Linked DNA regions of Macaca mulatta: region 2 is linked to region 1. The links are chromatin contacts, called in public Hi-C maps. All regions are on one chromosome and are shown on one strand. The core of a region is the stretch at or near the end of the contact, and the rest is flanking DNA. Distances in the headings are between cores, read along the strand shown.

What was found. Hi-C and Micro-C count contacts between places; a contact is called where the count stands out from the background.
Region 2: a contact with region 1 is called in a Hi-C map of fetal cortex germinal zone, with 7 times the contacts expected there. The contact joins the promoter of CDKN1C here to the promoter of IGF2 in region 1. A contact is called at or near these places in 2 of 14 Hi-C or Micro-C datasets (CD4 T cells and fetal cortex germinal zone).

Annotation. Positions count from the first base shown.
Region 1 is chr14:2,059,947-2,067,549 of T2T-MMU8v2.0, forward strand. It overlaps IGF2 (insulin like growth factor 2), which reads right to left and starts at 2,741. Exons shown (of 4, transcript XM_015113346.3): 1 at 2,367-2,741. The coding sequence starts at 2,552. It overlaps INS (insulin), which reads right to left and starts at 5,399. Exons shown (of 3, transcript XM_028833049.2): 1 at 5,245-5,399; 2 at 4,846-5,049; 3 at 3,876-4,093. The coding sequence starts at 5,032. The coding sequence ends at 3,948.
Region 2 is chr14:2,788,452-2,796,054 of T2T-MMU8v2.0, forward strand. It overlaps CDKN1C (cyclin dependent kinase inhibitor 1C), which reads right to left and starts at 5,001. Exons shown (of 4, transcript XM_028833065.2): 1 at 4,862-5,001; 2 at 3,850-4,694; 3 at 3,180-3,315; 4 at 2,399-3,097. The coding sequence starts at 4,684. The coding sequence ends at 3,185. It overlaps SLC67A1-AS (SLC67A1 antisense RNA), which reads right to left. Exons shown (of 2, transcript XR_013404543.1): 2 at 7,333-7,603.

The DNA of each region.
Region 1 (7,603 bases), core at 1,491-3,990:
TCCCTCTCCTCGCGGCGCTGGCGGAGGGGAGCGTGGGAACACGCTAACCCTGAGCTGCCCGGACCCCAGTTCCAGGCCTTCCATGCCCCCAGATCCCAGTCCCTGAAGCCCCCTCCTCACATGGGAACCAGGACTCGACCTTCCGACTGGAGTGGCTGAGGGATGGAGCCCCCTGGCCACCACTGGCCTCCAGCCTCAGTAGCCCCCAGGGGCCCTGGGGACCCTCAGCAAAACCCACAGCCCGGTCCACCTCCGGCCACGGTGGGCTCAGCCATGACGAGGATGGGACAGAGTCCCCCTGGTCTTCTCACCCTGGCTCTCTGTGATTCTAGGGCCCGCAGGTGGGGCTCAGAGTCTAGCCAGAGGCTTTCTCGGAATATTAGAGACCCAGGACGTTTGTCCCGGCCCTCTGAGAAACCCAGGCCAGTGAGAAGCTGGCCTGAGGCTTGACTTGGGGGCCAAGACTGGACCTGAGCAGGCCGGGGGCCTCGGTGGACCCCCTCATCATCATCAGATGCCTCCTCTCATTCCTAAGCCCCACGCTCTTCAGAGTGCCCATCAGGGCCCCCCACAGCTCCCAAGAGTGTCCGGCAGGGCCCCCACAGGCTCCCACAGGCCCCACAGCCCCTGGGAGTGCCCGGCAGGGGCAGGGGCAGGATGCAGCTGCTCAGACCCTGGGTGGCGGCCGGAGCCTGGACCCGTGGCTGGTGGCTGGAGTGCATCAAAAGTGAGGCTCTGATGCCATCTGCTGGTCGCACCTGTGAATGGCGGCTCCTGGCCACAGTGCTGGGAGTGGAAAGGTGCCCATCCCGGAACAAGCTACCTCATAGCCTGGCTGGAGACAGACACTGGCCAATGTTCCGCCCAAGTTCTGCCCAGGGCTACCTTTCCCAGCAGCTCAGGCTTAAATACCACCTGTCTTGGCCTCACTCTCTTCCCTGGGCTGGACCCCTGCTGGGCACCAGGACCTGAAGGGCAGGGGGGTACCCTCAGCACCCCTGAGTCCACTCTCATCCCCCCAGGGTCTGCTCAGGCCTGGAGACAGGGAGGACAGTAAATATTTGCTGCCGACAGGGGAAGGCAAACACTGCCCCAACGGCCAGGCAAAGGTGCCAGTTATCCATGCCAGAAGCAGACGTAATCCAGGGAGCCAGCCTGGAGGCAGCCACACCGCAGTGTGTCCTGGGTGGGTGGGGGCACGTGCCGTGTGCCTGGTTCCAGGTTTCAGTCTCCACTTAAGGAACGTGGTACAAGAGTTTCCTCCCTGCTCAGCACATGTGAAGGCAGGATGCCCAGACAGAAGGCTGTGTGCGGGATGGACTGCAGGCTGTCCTGAGTCCTCTAGGAATGGGCAGAGGCTTCTAGGGGGGCCGGCAGGTTTGGGGAGCCTTGGGGAGCAGTTGCCTTGTGACTGGGGAGCAGTTAGATGCACCCAACGCCAGGGTGACCACCGGGGCTGGAGGCAGCTGAGTGCCCCTGCCAGCCCGGTGGGCGTGTGGAGCCCAGGTTCCAAGGCCAGGCAGGTCTCTGGACACTGAAGGGCTGTCTTTTAACTTCCCAGAAGGGGCGGAGCATAGGCAGCGGCCCAGCAGGCGTTGCAGAGCCAAGCTCTGTGGGCCTGGCTCACATGGGGTGACCTGGGGGCTCCGGGAGCATCCATGCTCCCCAGCCAGGGCATCTGGGCACCGGTGCCCAAGGTGGTGCCTGACAGGAAACTCGGTCTGATGCTCTCTCTGCCACCTGGATCACCTTGGCCAGCTGCTTCTCACTGGGCCTGGGGGGATGGAGGGGTGATCCCTTGCCCTGGTTCTGGTCTCCCGTGTCCACCTTTTCTAGGACACAGTGTGTGGGGGGTGGGGTCAGGTGCTGGAGAAGACAGGCTTGGGGGACAGAGTCCTGGGTCTCAACAAGGTGAAAACTGGCCCCAGCTCTGGCCCAGGGCAGCTGAGGGTTCCGTGAACCGTGGCTGCGTCTCTTTTGGGTGGGCAGCCTTGCCCTCTCCTGAGGCCTCAGGCCAGAAGTCCCCCAGGACAGAGGTCACAGAAAATTTGGCCCCTCAAAGGACACTCCTCAGCCCCTAGCACCAGCCAGTGCCAGCTGCTCTGCAAGTCCTGGAAGGCTGGGGTGGTTCCAGGAGTCCCTGGACACCCAAGGGCTCCTCCTGCTACCCTCCACTCCAACACATGGTCCCCCACAGAGCGCTGACCCTCCCTTCCCAGAACAGACCTCTGCCCATCACTCCCTACGACCTTGTTGGCCATCAGGTTCGGCCAGGGCAACAGCTTGGCCAATGGCCACCTGGTGGGCAGCCTCCCAGCTGGCCCACCAGGTCCTGCTCTGGCCCAGCCCCGCGCGAGCTCACATACCTCAGCTCCAGCAGGGCGCCCCGTCTCTACCCGTGCGAGAGGGGCCGGCCGGGTGTTCCCATGGACGGCTGCTGCCGATCCCAGCCACCGCCTCCCTCCTCTTCCGGGGCCAGTGTCCGGCCGTCCACCCGCCTGCCCAGCCTTGGCCCCCACTCTGGAGGCGGGGCTAGCTGGGGGCTGTGACATCTCTGGGTGGAGGGGGCTGATGTGGTCATGGGGAAGGGGTGAGCTCAGAGCTTTAGGGACCGGGCTGCCCCAGTGGCCAGGTCCCTAACAGGAGGGTGAGCTCCTGGCCTCGAGGCCCAAGCTGGCAGTGGTCTGCAGCCACAGCCCATGCCAGTCCCAGGCTCAGCCATCCCCAGCCCAGCCCTGGGTGGGGCTCTCAGGAAAGGTGCAGATTGGTTTGGCCTGGGCAGCAGGCAGGTTGGCCCAGCCACAGGGTAGCTAGGGTCACCCGCTGACCTCCCAGGCCACAGTAGGTCCAGGCAGCCCCTGGGTTCTCGTCTGCCCACTAGGCTGAATGCCCAGCAGAGCCAACCTGTGCTCAGGGGTGCTGAAGAAGAGGCTGCGTGTCAGGATCCCCAAGGACCTGGAATCAGAATGACCTTATCACCAGGGCCCGTCAGCCCTTCTGGGTGAGCAGCAGGTCTGTAGCAAAGGAAGCCAGCCAAGTGGCCCTGCTTTCTGGGAGAGGGAGGGCTAAGGGTCCACAGAGGGACCCTGGCCCTAGTCTCTGCCTCTGTGGCCCTGGTGGTTCCCTGGTCCTCTTGGGCTGCAATCCTTAGGGCCTTATGGCCAGGGTGCCCAAGGTGTGGGCTCTGAGGCCCTGCCCAGTGCTGCCATGGTCCCTGCACCTGCCCCAGCTCATGGTGCCATCTGACCTCTCCTGCTTCCTCCAAGGCACCAGTGGGTCCTTCAGGTGTCTGGCTGGGCCTGGGCTGGCATAGGCTGTGGCTGCAGACAGCTGCCAGCTTGGGCCTCGAGACCAGGGTATGTGACTGTCCCGGGGCTGCCCAGAGCTGGGGATAGCGGGTGGCACTCGGCAGCCTCTCCCCACCTTCCCAGCCCCCTGCTCTGCAGGAACCCCTCCCTCAGCCCAGCCTCCTCCCTCCACAGGGACTCCAACAGAAATAGCTCTAAAAATAGGACCTGGGAGGGCTAGGTGGGGGAAAGTTGCTGGAATGTTCTCATTCCCTTTCCTGAACAAGGTCTCTGGGGACTCCAAGGGTCCAGAGCTACTGAACAAGAAGTCATTTCTCAGTGGTCCCACCACCCCTGGCCTCTCAGCGACCCCCCCAGCTCTGATACTGGACCCTGAGCCACAGGGTAGGGGTAGCAGGCAGCCGACAGGCATCGCCGCTTTGGGGAGAGCCACTGCATGGCGGGCCTGGCCAGCATTGGCACCTGTGGGCACCCAGAGAGCATGGAGACAGCTGGGAGGGGCTCACAACACTGCCCGGAAGCGGGGCCTGTCCCAGGGCCCCCAAGACACACAGACGGCACAGCAGGGCTGGTTCAAGGGCTTTATTCGATCTCTCTTGGTGCAGGAGGCGGAGGGTGTGGGCCGCCTGCGGGCCGCATCTAGTTGCAGTAGTTCTCCAGCTGGTAGAGGGAGCAGATGCTGGTGCAGCACTGCTCCACGATGCCGCGCTTCTGCAGGGACCCCTCCAGCGCCAAGGGCTGCAGGCTGCCTGCGCCAGGGCCCCCGCCCAGCTCCACCTGCCCCACTGCCAGGGCAGGCCGTGCAGAGCAGGTCGCGGAGCAGCAGCGAGGCAGAGGGACACAGGAGGACACAGTCAGGGAGAGACAGTGCCCACCTGCCCACCAGCCCCAGGTCGCACTCCCACCTGTCTCCAGCCAAGCCGGGCCCAGGTTAGAGGGAGGGTCACCCACACTGGGTGTGGACCCACAGGCCCCAATGCCCACATGTCCTACCTCCTTCCCCCGCCCCAGGGCGGTGCCATAGTGGGAGCCTGAACAGGTGCCCCCGGTTCTTCTCCCCAGGGCCTGTCCCCAGCATCTTCCCCATCTCCTGACTACGGAGCTGCCATGAGGCCTGGCGACAGGGGTCTGGCCCACTCAGGCAGGCAGCGTGGGGCACCCTGTGACCCCAGGTCACCCAGGACTTGTACTCAACAAAACACTTGAATCTGTGGTCATCAAATGAGGGTGGAGAAATGGGCTGCGGGGCATTTGTGTGACGGGCGAGTGGAGGGAGGAACGTGCCCACCCTCTGACGTATGTCAGGGCTCAGCTGCTGAAGCTAACGCCGTGCTCAAGCTGAGCTTCTGACTGGGCCACAGGGAGCTGGTCACTTTTAGGAGGTGACCAAGAGAACTTCATTTCTTTTTAAAAAAAGTACTCCTGACCCCCTGCTGGGTGGCAGCCTCCTGCCCCCTTCTGTCCACGCTGGGTGGGAGCGCCAGGAGCAGGGGGTGGCTGGGGGCGACCAGGGGCAGCGCTGGGCGGTGGGGCTCACCCTGAGGGTCCTCTGCCTCCCGGCGGGTCTTGGGTGTGTAGAAGAAGCCTCGCTCCCCGCACACCAGGTAGAGAGCTTCCACCAGGTGGGAGCCGCACAGGTGCTGGTTCACAAAGGCCGGGGCCGGGTCAGGTCCCCAGAGGGCCAGCAGCGCCAGCAGGGGCAAGAGGCGCATCCACAGGGCCATGGCGGAAGGACAGTGACCTGGGAGACAGGCAGGCCTGAGGCCGGCTGAAGGCCAGGTGCCCTGCCCTGGGGCCCCTGGGCTTACCCCCAAACGCTTCAAGAGCCCAGCCATGTCCTCCCTGTTGCAGAGCTGGGGCCTGGGGTCCAGCCACCCTGGAACCCCCAAGTGGGGCAGCCCTGAGCCCACCTGACGCGAAGGCCCTTGGAACAGACCTGCTTGCTGGCCTCTTCTGATGCAGCCTGTCCCGGAGGGTTGAGGGCTGCTGGGCTCCCACTGGCTTTATAGTCTCAGAGCCCATCTCCCCTGCCTGCCACCCCCTGCTGCCTGGCCCATTAGGGCCTGGGGTGGGGGGGTTAGCAGATGGCTGGGGGCTGAGGCTGCAATTTCCGGATCATTTCCCTGGTGCTGGGTCTGTGGGAAGATCTCCTTGGTCGTCAGCACCTCTTCCTCAGGGCCAGCGCGTCATTAGAGTCTTAACCAGGGGCCTGGTGGCCAGGCCTGTCCCTGCTCGCAGCTGGGGGCAAATGTCTCCAGCAGAGCAAAGCCCTCCCCGGCCCACTTTCCACATTACACCAGGAGAGCTGGGGCTGCAGGGCGGGGCTCTTTGCGCCACTATCCCCAGATCCCCTGTCCTCGGGACCTTTTTCTAAGTCCCTGGTTGCCCAAGATGCCCCCGTGGATGGGCCAAGGTGGCAGGGGTGGGGGAGTGAGGAAGGGTCCCCTCCCTGCTGGCTGCCCAGTTCCCACCCGCCTTAGGACAGCAGCCCCAGGTGAGGCCCTCAGCTCCCCAGGGTGGCAGAAGGAGGGCACGACCCAGGGACGTGGGGACGAACAGCGAGTCCCCAGCAGGCCACCCGGACCTCATCTTCCATGTGATCTGGGGGTGGCAGCAGGACTCCATGGGCAGGTATGGGAGGCTGTGCGCTGGCCCAGCTCCGTCCAGGCTCCCCAGGCACCCTCTCAGCCCCACTCCTCTTCTGGGAGACCCTGCTCATCTCCCCTCTCCTGGCCAGGCCCCACGACCCCATCACTCCTATAGTGTCATCTGGGCTGAGCCCCTGCGGTGCACCCCTCCGGCCCTCCCAGCCCCCCAAGACAGGCACCTGGAGGCCCAGCCTGACCCATGGTGAGGGGGCATGGGCTCCAAGCCTTGCTGCCCGCAGCCCCTACCTGCCTCTTAGCACCACGGGCAGGATCAGGAGGTCCCAGCAGCAGGAGAGCGAGACCATGGGGGCAGGCAGGTTGGAGCATCCTGTGCGCTGGCCCCTCCCATCCCTATGTCCCACCCTGGCCTCAGCCTCGGAACCTCTCGAGGCTGCCCCGCACACACCCAGCCTTAGGCTCTCCTGCCCCAAGCAGGTTTGGTAGTGGGCACCAGCTGTCTGTAGGGCCCCTCCCTTCCGCCCTTTCCACCCCGAGCCATGCCACAGCAGGACGTGCAGGGGCTGCCCCAGGACACCACTGTGCTCTGAGGCCCAGCAGCGGGAGAAGGCATGGGTGCCTCCTTAAGAGGGGTGTGTAAGGAGGGAGGCTGGATTGGGGGTACCCAGGTGGGAGGGCAGAGCCAGGGGTTGGCAGGGCTGGGGGGAGGCAAGGCAGGCACTTTCCCAGGGCGTCCTTGAGGCTCACAGCCCTTCAGAGACACCCCCAGGTGCAACTTCAGGGGCTGGGCACCGACAAAGTGTGTGAGGAACAGACTGCCAGGCTGGGAAGGACTGCCGTGCCTGGGAGGGCCTTCACGGATGAGTAGGAGTTTGCCCGGGTTGTCGGCCCTGGGAGCTGAGAGCCAGGATCCCAGCAGAGTGTGGTGGGGCAGCTGGAGGGAGGGAGAGGCCTTGAAGGCCAGCTGATATCCCAGCCACTCTGCAGGATGCCCTGGGGCTGCTCTCTCCAAGGTAGCAAGGGGGCACCCTGGCTGGCCATGGCTGGAGGGTGTTGGGTGCTCTCTCTGGAGGGCAACGTCCAGGCCCCTCGGGTAAGCCAGGGGCATCTTAGAGTCTGAAATCCAGTCCCCGCCTGCCTCGCTGGGGAGACAGGCCCAGACCATCTGCCTGGGCACCAGCTCAGCCGGACCCTCCCCATCAGCACATGTGCTGGGGGCCACGCTGAGGCTCCCCCTTGGTTTGCAGAGCCTGCTGCGGGTGGGCAACGGCTTTGGGGCAGCTGTTCCTCCATCCCCGTTCCTCTCAAGGGCTGGGAGCCCCGTCAGCAGGGAGGGTTAGGCCTGCAGGCCCACCTCTGAGACCACCCTCAGCCAGCACGGTTGTGACCCTGCTCCCTGCCAGGCCTGAGAGAGGCCCTCCCACTGTCACCTGGCTCCCCACCCTGGGAGGGCACCCCACAGAGATGGGGCAGTTCAGCCAGGGTGCCCGAGCCTCTGGAGCTGCTGGGGGCTCAGCGCTGGGTGGGGCCTCAGGGTAAGCAGGGAAACCAGGCCCGGAGGGGCCAGCTGCCTGGCCGGGGTGGCCAGCCATCTCCCAGAGGAGGAAGGAGGACAGGGCGAAACCCGAGTGAGGCTGGGGATGGGGTGTGGGAGCCTGGGGATCCCAGGGCCTGTCTCCGTGGCACAGA
Region 2 (7,603 bases), core at 3,751-6,250, 730 kb after region 1:
CCTGGCACAAGCAGCCTCCCCTGCCTCATCTGTCCTGCCTCACCCTCATCCTCTGGCTCCAACACATCCACCCTTCTCCCTCACCACCTTCATCTGGACTGTCTGTAGATTAACGGAGCAACTGCCTGTCTTCCCAGCCCAGTCCGTGGGACAGGATAGTGCAATGGTTTCCAGGCCTGGTCCCAGAGCACCCCAGCCCAACATCCCTCTGCCCTGCCAAGGTCAGCAGCATGACCTCAGGTGGATTACTCCATGCCTCAGTGTCCTCTTCAAACAAGGAACACGGTGGGACCTGGCTGAAGCTGATCCTGCTTAGCACATGCCTGGCACAGGGAAAAGCCATTGCTATGTGCCTGGCGGTCCTGGTGTCATAGTTCATATGATGATCGTGGATCCCCAGTGGAGCTGGGGTGTGACTCCCACACGGCCGACCCATGAGTGCTCTGGCCGCCAGCCGGTGCCTGTGTTTTCAGCTTGGATGAGGCCTGGGGGCTGGGACGCATGCTCATATCTGCTCTTCCCCAACAGCACGGGTGAGAAGAGAGCTTTGCAAACAGTGCCATCGGGTATTATTTCCATGGCTGTCCCCACATGAGAATCACATAACACAGCACTGGAAAAAACCCTGGACATTTCTCAGCCCAGATGGGGAAACCGAGGCCCCCAGAAGGAAAGGCCAGCTTGCCTGGGTCACATGTGCCCAGAGTCCCACCTGTGACTAGCAGCCCACGGAGGGTGGTGGCCTGTGGGTCCCTGCAGCCAGCTCCTGCCCTGGGGAGAAACTCCTCCTGAGAAATGGCACTGGGCCTCACCTTCACGTCCCCACAAAGCCCTCACACTGCTTTTGAAAAAGCTACCCTTGAGTGATAAGAGGGTGCTGGGCAACCACATGTCCCGTGCCCAGGGGCCAGGACTGTGAGAAGTCAAGCAAGGTAGGAGCCCCACCAGCCCCGGCTGCAGCAGGAGGCCTGGCAGCAAGCAGATGCCACTGTGGATGATGAGGATCCACCCTAGCAGATCGGTCACCAGAAACAGTTAACTCAGGTTACCCTGTGCACCCACGAACTGCCTGCCAAGCACGTGGTCCAGCCTCCTCCCAGCCCAGGGCAGAAGGCACTGCCACCCTCCTTTATCTCAGAAGGGAAAGGGCTTTGTGCTGCTCACACAGGTGAATGCTGCGGTTTCTCCACTGGGGAGAGGTTTGAAGGTTGAAGCCAGGTCTACATGGGTCTGGTCCCTCGTTACCATCGGCTGAGGGTCCCTGTTGCTGAGACAAAGCAGCGGGACCTGCCACTCTCAGGTCCCAGGGGCATTTCCCAGAGTCTGGCCCCAGCTGGGCCTCGAGGCCAGCCCCTTCGCCCTCCTTGCCCAGCCCTTCCAGGCAGCTGGGGGAGGCTCAGTTAATTATATGTCTAAATACATCTCGAGCATCTCAAGTTGAGCCCCCCCTTTGTCCCTGACCCAGTGCGGGGCCGGCGGGGAGGGAAGTCAGCAACTGTCACGTAGGGCCCCATGAGGGTCCACCAGCTCTTTTCTTCTCCTAGCCCAAGGCACCAGCAAAAACACTGCTAGCTGTTCTGTTTTTGCTATTTTACGTCACCCTTTCCATTGTAAGCCATAATTTTCAGAGGTTTATAGGTCAGCTATTAAAAAAATAATAAACGTCTCTTTTACCAAGAGGGAGCGCTTTGAAACTAGTCGGCTGGTAGGGCCCAGTGTGGGTGCACAGGGAGGCACACAGCCTCGACTTCTTCCACCAAAGCCTGGTCATCAGAAACCACCCCTCCCCATGCCCTCCTGGTTCCAGGGCACCACCCCTTTGTGTTCTCATTTCTCCCTCTCCTCAGAGGCTTCGAGGCTGCCCCCCTCCACTGCAGGTGTGACTAGACCTTGAACATTTTGGGTGTTTTGTGGCAAGACCTAGGGAGACCCTGGTGCAAGGCCTGAAGAAAAGTCTGTAGGACTGGATGTGTCTTGGTGGAGTCCTGCTCCCCACCCTCCACCCCAGCACATCCTCAAACTAGCAGGGTCCTGAGCCCATCAGCTGGGGGCAGAGGGGTTTCTCATGGTTTCCTTTAAACAAGCCTGAGTCTGGGCAGCAAGTCAGGGGCTGTGCTCCCTGCCTGCTGGGGCTATGTGAAGCCCACGCTTGTCTTTCTGCAGCCCCGCAGGTGGGAGGTGATAAATGCAGGGTGCACTGCAGGCCGGCCGCCCCTCCTGAGATAAGGGAACTGGAGCAGGTGGATTTGGGCCAGGCCCAGCCAGGAGAGAGGCTTCCCCTTTTGGATGGACTGGGGATGCCCACTTTGGCCTGCTCTCTCCTGCGTTCTAGCTCTCCAGCTTTTGGGGGTGCAGGAGAAGGGAGCTGGAGGCAGGCACAAGCACAAACAGACTGGAGTTGCAGCATTTTTCGGCCTCTTTATTTAGAACCCGGCGGACGAGGGGCCGGGGCAGTGGTACAGACGGCTCAGGAACCATTTTAACAGATTTGTCTTCAAGTTTAAGATAAACACAGTAATATAAGAGAGCGAGCGAAAGCGCGAAGAGACTGCAAGCTAGATGGGCATGTATGGCAGCTACAGCTTGTGAGTGACCCCTTTCCCCAGAGTCCGCGATGGAAATAAAGTTACACTTGTCAATAACCGGATGTGGGAGATGGATGGTGCCTTTGGCATAACCAATAACCAAGCTAGTGCGTGGCAGAGCGGTCCACGCCTGGACATAAATAGAAAATATAAGTTAGTATAACTTTAAAAACTTTTTGTACAAATATACATGGTTTTTTTATTTTTTCCTTTTTTTTTTCTTTTTTCTTTTTTTTTTGCACTGAGTTTCAGCAGAGATTAAACATTTTATATAAATGACTCTTAAAGCTTTACACCTTGGGACCAGTGTACCTTCTCGTGCAGAATACATTTAGATATAAAAAGACGTTATTAATACATTGCACAGTTTTCAAAATTTAAACACAAAACCGAACGCTGCTCTGCGGCAGCCGCCGCCGGTTGCTGCTACATGAACGGTCCCAGCCGAGGCCCAGCGCCCTTCCAACGTCCGCTGCCCCGGCAGGTTCCCTCGGGGCTCTTTGGGCTCTAAACTGTGGGGAGAAGGGCGGTCAGGAAAGCCGGCGGGGACCCCGCGGGTCAGCCCCCCGCACCCCCCAGGTGCGCTGTACTCACTTCGCTCACCGCAGCCTCTTGCGCGGGGTCTGCTCCACCGAGCCCACTCCAGGGGCGGCGCTGGGAGCGGGACACGGCGCGGGGACATCGCCCGACGACTTCTCAGGCGCTGATCTCTTGCGCTTGGCGAAGAAATCTGCGGGCGACAGCGCGCGCGGCCGGTCAGGGCGGGGCCGGCCCGGAGCCCCGAGAGGGGGCCAGGAGAGGGCACGGGGCGCGGGCCGGCCGGGGTGGGGGCGCCGTCCCCGCCCGCGCCGAGGTCCGCGGCGGGTCAGCTTTGTTTACGTCGCCGCGCAATGTGCTGTGTAAGCATTTCCCCTTGTCCCGCGGCCAAGCCCCCCGGGGCCGCCGCCGCGCTTAACCCCCTCCGCGCCGTGCTCACGGAGCCCGGCCGCGCCCGGGGAGGGGCTCCCGCGCCAGGGGCGAAGACCGCGCTCCCGGGGGGTCGCGGCCGGGACTCAGCCTCCCACCCCGCCCGCGCAAAGCCGCTGGAGGACATAACAACGGGGCGGGGAGGGGGGTGCGGGCGCAGCCGCGCCCTGAGCGCTGCGGGCCCTTTAATGCCACGGGAGGAGGCGGGAACCCAGCGAGGCCCCCGAGGGCTGGGGGGACCGGCCGGCCGGACAAAGCGGGGCCGGGCCGGGCCGGGGCGGGGCCGTGCGGGGCTCACCGGAGATCAGAGGCCCGGACAGCTTCTTGATCGCCGCGCCGTTGGCGCTGGCGGCCGCGGTGCCGGCCGCGGGACGTCCCGAAATCCCCGAGTGCAGCTGGTCAGCGAGAGGCTCCTGGCCGCGCTGCCCCTGGTTCGCGCCCTGCTCGGCGCTCTCTTGAGGCGCCGCGTCCTGGGCCGGGGCCGGGGCCGGGGCCGGGACGGGGGCCGGGGCCGGCGCCGGGGCCGGGGCCGGGGCCACGACTGGGGCCGGGGCTGGGGCCGGGGCCACGACTGGAGCCGGGGCCGGGGCCGGAGCCGGAGCCGGAGCCGGGGCCGGGGCCGGGGCCGGGGCCAGGACCGGGGCCGGGGCCAAGACCGCGACCGCGACCGGAGCCGCAACCGGAGCCGGGGCCGGGGCTGGAGCCAGGACCGGGGCTGGGGGCGGGGTGGACGGCGGGGCCGGGACCGGGACATTAGGCAGCTGCTCCGGCGCCTCCTCGAGGCCGTCGAGGGACTCAGCGGCCGGCTCGAGGGGCGGGCTGACAGCCACCGCGACCGCGACGGGCCGCGGCGCCAGCAGCAGGCGGCAGCGCCCCACCTGCACCGTCTCGCGGTAGAACGCGGGCACCGAGTCGCTGTCCACTTCGGTCCACTGCAGGCGTCCTGGGCCCCGCAGCGGCATGTCCTGCTGGAAGTCGTAATCCCAGCGGTTCTGGTCCTCGGCGTTCAGCTCGGCCAGGCGGGCCTGCAGCTCGCGGCTCAACTCCTCGTGGTCCACCGGCCCGAAGAGGCTGCGGCAGGCGCTGGTGCGCACAAGTACTGGGAAGGTCCCACGGGCGACAAGACGCTCCATCGTAGATGTGCTGCAGAGGGACGCGTCGGACATGGCCCGGGGCTGCGCGAACGCGGGCAGCGAGAGAGGAGAGGACAGCGAGAAGAAGGGGAAAGGAGAGGAGGGGAGGGCGGAGGCCGGGTGCAAGGGAGACCCCGCGCCGCCCGACTCTGCGTGTGCGAGGGACGCGGCGGCTACCTGGCTGTCCGGTGGTAGACTCTCCTGCGTCGGGTTCGTCTGTCTCGTTCGGCCGGCAGCCGCGCCCCCTCGATGCCTGCTGGCTCGCTCGCTGGATCAGACCTGGCTGGCACCCCTCGAGCACAGCGCACTTGGCCTGTGGAACGCCCAGCCCGCCTGGGCCCCCTTTATACGCGCGGGCCCCACCCCCGTGCGCGCGGGCCCGGCCGCGATTAGCATAATGTAGTATTTTCAGTTTCAACAACACCGCGGCGATTGGCTGCCTCCCCGCTGCCCCGCCCCTCCGCGGCCCGGCCCCAGAGCACCGCCCATTGGCCGCGCGCACACCCACCGGGGGAGGGGCGGGGCGCGCGGCCGGGGCGCGCGGCTGATTGGCGGCCGCGGGGCGAGCGCGCTGTAGCAGGGGAAGGGGGCGGTGAGCGGGGCGGGGGCGGGAGTTAAAGGGCGCTGCGGGCGGTAACGTGACACCGCGACGCCCCGCCCCCTCGCCCCATCCCCCCTGCAAACCCCCCCCCCCCGCTCCCGCCCCCCGCCGGCTCCTTTGTCTGCAGGCGGGGGCCTCAGCCCTGCGCGGCAGGGGCTGGCTCCCGGCGGGTCCAGTGTCCGGCCAGGCCCAGCTCGACCCCGGCCCGGTCCGGACCCCAGCTCCTAGCTCCGTCCCGCGCTCGCCCCTGGGCCTCCTGCGCCAGCTGACAGGGCTTGGACCCGCCGCTGCCAGCTTGGCCCTGGCCTGCGCCGGATGGGGTCTTCGGCTGCCCCCGCGCGGCCTGCTGCTGCTGGGCTGGTGTCCTTTCGAGGGCTCCGCGCACCTGGAGCCCTCACACACCTGCTGGCCCTAAAGCCCTCGAGTCGGGAGGGAGGACAGGGGTCAGCTCCACTCTTTCCCCGTGGGACCATGTGTGGGACACCTTGAGAGACTCCCACCAGCCCCCTGGAGCTGGAGTCTGAAGCCGCTATCTGCGGAGGTCCACCCTGCCCAGTAGATGGAACAGAGGCTGAGCCCATCATGTCACTGTCGGGGGTCCCAGCCCTTCTCAGCCTTGGGCCGGACCACTCCAGCCCCGGAATCTGCCTGTCCAGGCTAGCTGGAGGCAGTTGTACTGGGTAAAAGTGAAAGATCTGCCCGAGGTCACAGGGGAAGGGGCTGTGAAGAAGCATGCCCCTCCCCCGCCTGCAGCCCTTCCTGGTACAGACCTTGGTCGTGCGCACACGCACACACACACACACACACGCGCGCGCGCGCACACACACACACACACACACAGTGCTTCACCCCAGCCAGGCCAGACCAAGAGAGACCATTATTTCCCGCTGCCTCCCTTTTGACCCACTTACCATGAGGCAGGAAGCCCCCTCCTGAAACCGGGAGCCTCCCAGGTCGGGAGGGGGACTGTCAGACACCTGTTGGAGGGTCCAGCAGCCCATGAGCTCTAAGCCCCTATCTCAGGTGAGCCTGTGAGCCAGCCAGAGAGACATCTGGGAGGGAGGGAAGGTGAGGTCCCCTGAACCCCAACCAGCCTTCCTCTGAGTCCCAAGACACCCCCACCCCCATGAAATGCTGTGACATCGTGCAGATGCAGCTGGGGGAGCAGGGCTGGTCTTCTGGGTCTTGGGGAAGAGAGATCTGAAGTGAGGGGGGCGAACTGGACAGGACAGGGTGTTAACCCAGGAGAGGGGCCAGAGCCACTCTTGGCTCTTGGCAGAACCAAACGCGACAATTTATGTTAATTTCATATTCTTCTCTGCGCACAATTTACAAATTTCCTTCAACAAGCACAGATGTCACAATTTTCATCTTAGGAAAACAAAGAGAAGCTGAAGAAGGCTCCCCAGGCCTTGCGAACCCATCAAGCAGGGCTCATATCAACTGGCCTGGGGGCAGAAAGAGGCAGAGTCTAGTCTGCTCCATGCCCCTGTGCCACCACCTCCCCAGAGACTAGGAGCAAAGGGCCAGAGTGGGTAGTGACCTAGTGGCGCCTGGATACCCACACTCCAACCATCAGGACTAATTGGCCCTGCTGACACCCCTCAGAGGGTGTAGCTACCATCATCCTGTGTTAGAGAAAATCAGCAGAGACTCCGCGTCAGCCGCGGAGGCCGCACAGCTGGAAGGAAGCAGGCTCGGAACTCCCAAGCTGCCTGGCTTTCTGGTTTGGTTTCCATTTAGGTTTCCTACTTTTATTTTTCCACTTTACCAGCTTAATTACAGAGTCAAACCCAGTGCTGTGGGGACTCCTCTGTCTTGGCTTCATTAGAAGGCGAGAGGTGACCTGCTCTAAGTCTGTCACTCTGAATTTGATCAAGGATGGTACCTAGTAGCTTATTAAACCCGCACATCCCAGGAGCAGGACTGCATCCCCCCAGCCCGAGCCAGGGACACACCTGGAGGAAGGCACCCCAGGAGCTGGGGGCTGGGAGTTCCAGGCTCTGAGAGGAGGCCCAATGGGCCCAGAAGCAAGCAAACATCTGTCTGGGTGACAATCAGGCTCTATTTTTGTAATTAAAAATGTATCCAAAGGGAAAAAAGAAACAAAAGGAACAATATTTGTACTCTATGTTGCTGCAGAGAGCAGAACTGCGGAGGGGGTGCTGGTCCCAAGGGGTGGGCTGGGCTGTGCTAGTGCCCCAAATCCTGCAAGCGCAGGAGTAGGGGGGGCCTCTGAGGGGGGTCGTGAGTTCCGGGCCCTTGTGTGCATGTTCACGTCCTGTCATTCTTGCCCCCAGCGGAGAGAGCAGCAGAGG